2 separate regions of the Mus musculus genome follow, and region 2 is linked to region 1. The links are chromatin contacts, called in public Hi-C maps. All regions are on one chromosome and are shown on one strand. The core of a region is the stretch at or near the end of the contact, and the rest is flanking DNA. Distances in the headings are between cores, read along the strand shown. Region 1 overlaps 1700008O03Rik (RIKEN cDNA 1700008O03 gene). Region 2 overlaps Myh14 (myosin, heavy polypeptide 14).

Region 1 (3,807 bases), core at 733-3,232:
CATGCTCTGAACACACTCACCTCCGCTCTCACGTCCAGGGCCACTTTCCTGTCTTGCCACCCCTAAGCCCTTACTCTCCCTCTCATGGTGGCACTCCTGTGCCCGGCCTTCTCTATTTTCTCTGACACTTAGCACACCCCTCACACTCATGGCCCTGAACTCTTTCCAAATGTTTAACCCCTTCTCCCCCGGCTCCTCATCCTTCTCCTTCACATTCCTGTTCACTGCTGTTTTGTTTTGTTTCCTGAGAAAGGGTTTCTCTGTGGAACCCTGGCTGTCCTGGAACTCAGAGATTGCCTCTGCCTCCCATATGCTGGGATTAAAGGCGTGCGTCACCACGCCAGGCTACTTCTGTTCACCGGTTTCCTTGCTTTCTTGTGTACCCTTGCACACTTCCTCTTGTGCACTTGCCCTCCCCGGCCCATTCTCCACCCCTGCCCCCAGCCTCCTTCTTCTTTTTCTTCTTCTTCTTCTTCTTCTTTCTTCTTCTTCTTCTTCTTCTTCTTCTTCTTCTTCTTCTTCTTCTTCTTCTTCTTCTTCTTCTTCTTCTTCTTCTTTCTTCTTCTTCTTCTTCTTCTTCTTCTTCTTCTTCTTCTTCTTCTTCCTTCTTCTTCTTCTTCTTCTTCTTCTTCTTCTTCTTCTTCTTCTTCTTCTTCTTCTTCTTTCTTCTTCTTCTTCTTCTTCTTCTTCCTTCTTTAATGGTGCTCAGGTATGGGATGTGCTTGCTGCGCTGTTCTGATCTTTCTAGATGACTTTCCCCAGTTGCCCTGCAGAGCCTGGCCTCTTTTTGGTTTGCGTATTCGCCTCTCTGCATACTCTTAGCCAGTCCTCTCTTCTCATTTTCTGCACCCACCCTAGGTCTTCGCTCACCTCCCCCTGCTTTTCCTAGGGAGAGGAGACCCTGCGCATGCACGCTGGCTCCCAGCTCACTAGGCTGTCACCCAGTCCTGTCATTCTTAGACCATTCATCTGTCTGTCCATTTTGCACGAAGATTCCCCTCTCCTCCCCAACCCTTTCTTCTCTCCCAGATTACGCCCCCATCCTTACAGCATGGCTCCTCCCTCCCCGCACGTTCCCCCTCCCTGCTTCTGGGGCTTGGGAATTAAAGCCACCTCTCCTCCCCTAGGTAGCCCCCTCCCCTGCTGTGGATAAAAGGGGAGAAGGCATCGCCCTCAGGTTCCCCCCTATGTTCAGCTGCCAAAGAAGGGAGCTCCCCTCCTTCCCCCCACCCCATTCCCTATAGCTGTCCCCAGGCGCCCCTGGGGCGCTCCATCCACGAGGGGAGGGCCAGCCCCCTCCCCTCACCACGTCAGGGAAATGCAGGGAACCTTGTGGGAGGGTCACGGGAGGGGGAGGGGTGGCGAGGGCTGGAGAGGTGGTGGCGCTGGGCCCCTACCCGCCCCCTCCCCCTGGTCGGATGCCCCCCGTCCGCAGGGGGCCTGCGCGGCGCCTGTCTATCAAGGGCTTGTTAATTCCGGATGGGTGCCGCGGGGTTGGGGAGGGCGTAAGGGGTGGGGGTGGGGGTGAAGGAGCGGGGAGAGGGAAGGGGGAGGGATTGGATGGGGGAGCGGGGTGGAGAGGAGAGACCAAGCAAAAAGAGAAACAATAGCAAAAGAAAAATATACAAAGCAAAATAAAAATTAAAAAAAAAAACCCTAGAACACACAAATCCAAAAGGGGGAAAAACCTGAAATAAAAGCCCTAGAACTGTCTTCCAAGGGGGCGGGAGGGGACTTGAAAGGAGTTGAGCTCGTCCTGCAAGGTCGCAGGGATAGGTTGTGACCAGGTTGGCGTTTCTGGCCGAGTGGATGAGAGTGGAGGTTCGCCCCGCCCCCCACGCCCAACACGACTTTGCCGAGAGAAATGGCTTTTGTATCAGGTCATTCTTTATAATTAAACTCACAGTATCCACCCCCTCGAGCCGGCCCCGCCTCCTTCCTAGGGAGGCCACGCCTTCTCGTTTCGCCGGGTCTGGGGGCGGGGTGCAGCTGGAACCCGCCCCCGCTGTGCGTCAATCTTCGTCGGCAGGCTCCGCCCCGAGGGCTTCGAGCATGCGCCTTCGGACCAGAGAGCGGCGCAGGTGCAAACGGTAGTCCCCCAGCAGTAAATCGTCGTGGCGCACCAGTGGGTACGCGGTTCCACGGAGGGTGAGCCCGGAGCGCAGCAGGCGTGACCGCGTCTGGAAGTCTGTGACGGTGATGAGCCACCTGTGGGCGAAGTGAAGGCCCAGAGACGTCTTTGGGTTCACCCTGGCCCCCTTCGCTTGCGGGCGTCACTGCGGTCTTCTCAGCTGGATCGTTCACCTCACCTGGGAATGCGCCAGGTCCCGCCCTCGCTACTGTCTCCTCAGACTCCGCTAGAAAAGCCCTTCAGCATAGGACCTGCCCCCACAATGTCATCCTGACTCTGACTCCTCCCTAAATGCTACCCAGCCCAGGCCAGCCCTCCAATGCTATCTTCATTCTGATTTTGCCAAAAGTGCCGCTCAACCTAGGACCCGTCCCTCTGAGTGGTTCTGGGCCTCAAAACTCACTGTTCCCCTTCACCTTGACCTCATCCTCTCACCTCGCCTCTTCTCAACTCACTCTAGGCTCCAAGTCTTTCAGTTGCTTTTAGCTCCATCCCTCACTGGCCTCTACACTCTGACTTCAACCACCAGCCTCCTCTAGGTTCCACGCCCTCTGTGTCCGTCCCCCCACCCCCCCTGTGTCCTCCCCCCTCCGTCCCCCACTGATGCTAGGCTCCGCCCCTCTCCCACTCTCACTCTAATTCCGCCTCCCAGCTCAGTTTATGGAGCATTACGCTCCCTGGCTGCATCTCTCCCAATTACGTTCCTCAGCCTCTCACCCTAGACCACTCCCATGCATGGTCTCACCTGTCCCTGCGGCCCGCAGTACCGCAGATGACATTCATATTCTCGTAGCGGATGCTGTTCACGCGCCCGCTTTCCATGGCCCCGGGCAGCTCGGCCTCCAAAGCCTGCAGCACCTCCACGTGCGTAAAGTCTTCCTGCGTGGGCATGCATCAACTTCAGCCCTTATCTCCTAGGCTGGAGCCTGGTCCAAGACTCCACCTACAGACCCGCTAGGTTATGACACTCTTGTCAAAAGGGGTGACCACAGGTGTCTCTCGGGTGTGAAGGCATCTGCTACTCGAGATCATTCTGAAAAACTAGACTAATTAAATTGTAATAACCGCCCTACAGGGAAACTCTCCCAGAGACCAGCCATGGACAGTGCTTTACAGTTCTGGAGGATTCTATTTGAACAGGTGATTTCAAAGTTAAGGGGCTGCAGTTATCAGAAGGGTCAGAAGAAATTGTTTGAGCCGGGTGTGGTGGCGCATGCCTTTAATCCCAGCACTCGGGAGGCAGAGGCAGGCGGATTTCTGAGTTCAAGGCCAGCCTGGTCTACAGAGTGAGTTCCAGGACAGCCAGGGCTATACAGAGAAACCCTGTCTCAAAAAACCAAAAGAAGAAGAAGGAGGAGGAGGAAGAGGAGGAGGAGGAGGAAGAAGAAGGAGGAGGAGGAAGAAGGAGGAGGAGGAAGAAGAAGAAGAAGGAGGAGGAGGAAGAAGAAGGAGGAGGAGGAAGAAGAAGAGGAATAAGGAAGAAGAAGAGGAAGAAGAGGAAGAAGAGGAGGAGGAAGAGGAGGAGGAAGAGGAGGAGGAAGAGGAGGAGGAAGAAGAGGAAGAGGAAGAGGAAGAAGAAGAAGAAGAAGAAGAAGAAGAAGAAGAAGAAGAAGAAGAAGAAGAAGAAGAAGAAGAAGTTGTTGTTTGAGGAGATGTGCCATAGTGGAAAAGTGCGA
Region 2 (3,807 bases), core at 472-2,971, 280 kb after region 1:
CCTGAGACAGAAATCCAGGGACTCCCAAACTCCTTTCTGTTCCCTGTGGCTAACCTGTGGTCACCTATCTGTCACCAGTGTGGTCTGAGCCACCATCTTTGCCTGGGTTTTGTCAGTGTCCCTGAGTTTCCTTGCTTATATATGTACTCTATGGAATCAGTTCTTGCAGTAGCCAGAAGAATCTTTAAATAGAGGACAAATGAAATCAAGTCACTTCCCAGGCTCCCACAGTACCTCTTTACTCTGTCCCCCACTGAGCATGGTTTCAGGGACCCTCTCCCTCTCCCTCGATCCTTTGTTTTGACATCACTAAACCTCCTCCGCAGAGGCATCGCTAAACAGAACCATCCTTTTCATTAACCTGCTTATTCGCCATGTCCCTAGCTCAGTGTTTCTCAACTCGTGGGTCGGGGGGGGCCCCCCACAGAGGACACATGTAAGATCTCTTGCATATCAGATATTCACAATACCATTTAAAACAGTAGCAAATTTACAGTTATAAAGTAGCAATAAAATAACTTTATGGTTAGGGATCACCACCACAACGGAACAACTGTGTTAAAGGGTGGAAGTATTAGAAAGGGTGAGAACAATGGCCAGAGTACATCCCAAGCCCCTGAGAGACAAGTCTTCATTTTCGCTTGTATGTGTGTGCACATGTGAGGGCTCATGAGGGTGTGGAGGCCAGAGGTCAAGCTCAGGTGTCATGCCTTGGGAAGAGCCATTTCCCATCTAGTTCTTTCAGAGAGAGTCTCTCACTGAGGCTGGGGCTTGTTCACTCAGCTAGAGCGGCTGACCAGTAAAAGCCAGGGGTCCTCCTGTGTTCATCGCCACAGCTCTTTACGTGGGTTCTGGGGTTCGTGGGACTTGGGTCCACGTGCTTGTGAGGCCAGCACTTGCTGTGGAGCGACCTCCCAGCCTTGATCTGTGTTTTCATTATTGCTCACCCTCACCCCGCCCCCAGCCTGGTGATAGAATAAGGGCAGGCAAGGTTGCTGAGTGTGAGAGATGGGGAACGCTGCTTAAAGACCTAGTAAGAGGATTCTGAAGATAAAGGAGCTCGCTGCCAAGCCTGACGACCTGAGTTCAATCCCCAGGACCCACGTGGTAGAAGGACAAAACTAACTGCTGTTGGTGCTCTGGTGCCAGCCTGCATGCTGTGGCAGTGCCCCTCCCCCAACAAATAAACAAATAATTGTAATAATAATATTTAAAAGTCCCAGGATCACAAACCGTAAGCCAGTCCTTCCTGCCCTCACAGGGCTTGATCCCGCCTACCACTGAATCCCGCCTACCACTGAATCCCGCCTACCACTGAATCCCGCCTACCGCTGAATCCCGCCTACCTGCTCCTTGGTTTGTGCTTTCTGAACATAATCTCGGCCCACTTTGATGCGGGGTGTGAGAAGGGCTCTGGAGAAGTCGGTCACTCCGAGTCCCAAGAGGCGGCAAAGCTTCTGGGCAGCTGAGGGAGAGAGCAGGTGACAGGGGTTAGTGGGGAGGGACATCGGACCCCTCCGTTGGGGGAAAGAGGTGGAGGTGGCCCTTTCTGGGAGGAGCATCCTGAGCGAACCAGGCGCTGGGTTAAGAGGCCTGTGCCTCTGGGCCTTGGGTGATGCACATTTTCAGCAGGAACAACTAGCACACCTCTGCACTAGCACGTTAAATAGATGGATGTTTGCGGCGGAGCACGCCAGGGCTGCGTGGGAGGCGTGTTTCCCTTTCTACTCTGAATTAAAGCCTGAATCAAGCCACGTTCCCAGGCATCCGTCAGCTCCACGGAGGGAAAGCTTACTCTGCTCTTGGCCCCACAGAAGAAAAAAGAGAAGCCTAGAAAGAAATGCATTAAAAAGGCACCAGAGTCAGACATGGTGGCACATACCTGCCAACCCAGTATCTGAGAGTCTGAGGGAGGAGAATCAAGAATTCAAGGTCACCCTCAACTATAAAGCAAGTTGAGGGCCAATCTGGGCTACATGAGATCCTACCTGACCCCAACACTCGCAACCATTGGGTTCTAGTTAAAACATAAAGTTATTCCTTGAGGCATGAAGGGAAATAAGCAGGTTTCAGAAAGGTTTGTAGCCACGAAGTGGTGGTACGCGCCTTTAATCTCAGTACTCAGCACCGGGCACCCAGGAGGCAGAGGCAGGCGGGTCTCTGAGTTTGGGGGCAGCCTGGTCAACAGAGTGAGTTTTAGAACAGCCAGACATACACAGAAAAACCCTGTCTCGAACACCCCCATCCCCAACATACACACCAAAAAGATAAAATAAAGAAAAAAGAAAAACGTGTAGTGTTTGCCCCCAATTAAGTAAAGCAAACAGGTAGTGCAGGACAGTGCCGGGTTGGTGAATAGCACCCCCCGGTGGCCACAAGTGGGCGCTGCAGGGCTGGGTGAGCGGGGAGCAGTGCCCCAGTTCCCCAGATTTTCAGAGCTGTGCAGTTTGAGAGTGAGCTGGAGGGTTTTTATAACCAGGACAGAGAGCTTCAGATGTCCAGAGGGAGCCCGTGAACTCTATTTCTGTCTGGATCTCCAGCTACACCGGCACAGGGTAGGAAAACCCCAGGGGAGACCCCGAGGACGCAGACAGCATTGGAGTCTGACTGTGGGCAGTTGTCTCTCCTTTCTTGACAACCAAATCCCAGCACTCAGGATGCAGAGGCAGGTGAATCTCTGTGAGTTCAAGGCCAGCCTGGTCTACAGAGAGAGCTCTAAGATAGCCAGGGCTACACAGAGAAACCCTATCTCGAAAAAAACAAATAAAAAAAAAGGGGGTTGGATGCAAGAGGATTAGGAAGTTCAAGGCCATCCAGAGCTACATATGGCCCAGTCCCAAATAATGAACAAGAAGCGACAGCAAGAATTAGTGATTTTCGGGCTGGCGAGATGGCTCAGCGGGTAAAAGCACTGACTGCTCTTCCAAAGGTCCTGAGTTCAAATCCCAGCAACCACATGGTGGCTCTCAACCACCCATAATGAGATTTGACGCCCTCTTCTGGTGCATCTGAAGCCAGCTACAGTGTACTTACATATAATAATAAATAAATCTTTGGGCCGGAGCAAGCAGAGTTGACCAGAGTGAGCAGGACAGAGGTCTTAAAAATTCAACTCTCAACAACCATATGAAGGCTCACAACCATCGTACAGCTACAGTATATTCACATACATAAAATAAATAAATAAATCTTTTAAAAAAAGAGAATTGGTGATTTTCATTGTTTAACAAAATCAAGGAGGGGGATGTGAAATTGGGTGTGGTGGCACAGATGGTAAACCTCAGCACTTGAGGGGCAGAGGCAGGAAGATCAGGAATTAAAAGGGCCCAATGTAGGGGCTAGGAAGACGGCTCAGTGGCTAAGAGCACTGGCTACTCTTCCAGAAGACCCGTGTTCAATTCTCAGCACCCACACGGCAGCTCACAACTGTCTGTAACTCTAGTTCCAAAGGATCTGACATCCTCATACGGACATGCGTGCAGGCAAAACACTGATGCACATAAAATAAATAAAGTATTTTTAAAAAGAAAAAAAAAGGACCCAAGGCTGGAGGAGGAGAGGTGATTCTCGGGCATGGGTGGGGCTGTCTACCTATCATGGTGGGGTTGTCTTCAGCAGGGTGTTTAAAATGGAGGAAGCCTGGCCATGGTGCTCTGGGCAAAGTGCAGGAGTCTGAGCCCTCCTGGGTGAGAGGCAGAGGTAGGAGGGGACACTCTGGTGAGGACAGAGGACATTGGCCTTGGTGGTACCTGTGTTGTCAGGCATGGTGGCTTGGTCCGTATTGCGCTCTTTCTTCAGGACAATGTT

What was found. A called contact is a pair of places that touch in the nucleus more often than the background predicts.
Region 2: a contact with region 1 is called in a Hi-C map of cerebral cortex, with 2.5 times the contacts expected there. The contact joins two enhancer-like sites. A contact is called at or near these places in 2 of 39 promoter capture datasets (embryonic stem cells and hippocampal neurons), 1 of 15 datasets of contacts at CTCF or cohesin (large pre-B cells), 7 of 484 Hi-C or Micro-C datasets (cerebellum, cerebral cortex, cortical neurons and 2 more), 6 of 115 datasets of contacts at active chromatin or transcription factors (embryonic stem cells, epiblast stem cells and stem cell-derived neural progenitor cells) and 1 of 9 other capture datasets (embryonic stem cells).

What each region holds. Positions count from the first base shown.
Region 1 is chr7:44,358,174-44,361,980 of GRCm38.p6, forward strand. It overlaps 1700008O03Rik (RIKEN cDNA 1700008O03 gene), which reads right to left. Exons shown (of 6, transcript NM_027049.1): 5 at 2,877-3,010; 6 at 1,870-2,208. The coding sequence ends at 2,013. It overlaps Shank1 (SH3 and multiple ankyrin repeat domains 1), which reads left to right. Exons shown (of 25, transcript NM_001034115.1): 25 at 1-180. Among named protein-coding and RNA genes, the nearest start is that of Gm39001, 14 kb to the right of the region's middle. Within about 2 kb of position 1,983, at least 264 of the 459 cell types and tissues checked have an H3K27ac peak or open chromatin away from gene starts, as enhancers often do. A contact at or near this core is called in cerebral cortex, where this site is marked.
Region 2 is chr7:44,639,715-44,643,521 of GRCm38.p6, forward strand. Myh14 (myosin, heavy polypeptide 14) reads right to left here. Exons shown (of 42, transcript NM_001271540.1): 11 at 3,750-3,807; 12 at 1,347-1,465. Among named protein-coding and RNA genes, the nearest start is that of 2310016G11Rik, 27 kb to the right of the region's middle. Within about 2 kb of position 1,722, at least 11 of the 459 cell types and tissues checked have an H3K27ac peak or open chromatin away from gene starts, as enhancers often do. A contact at or near this core is called in cerebral cortex, where this site is marked.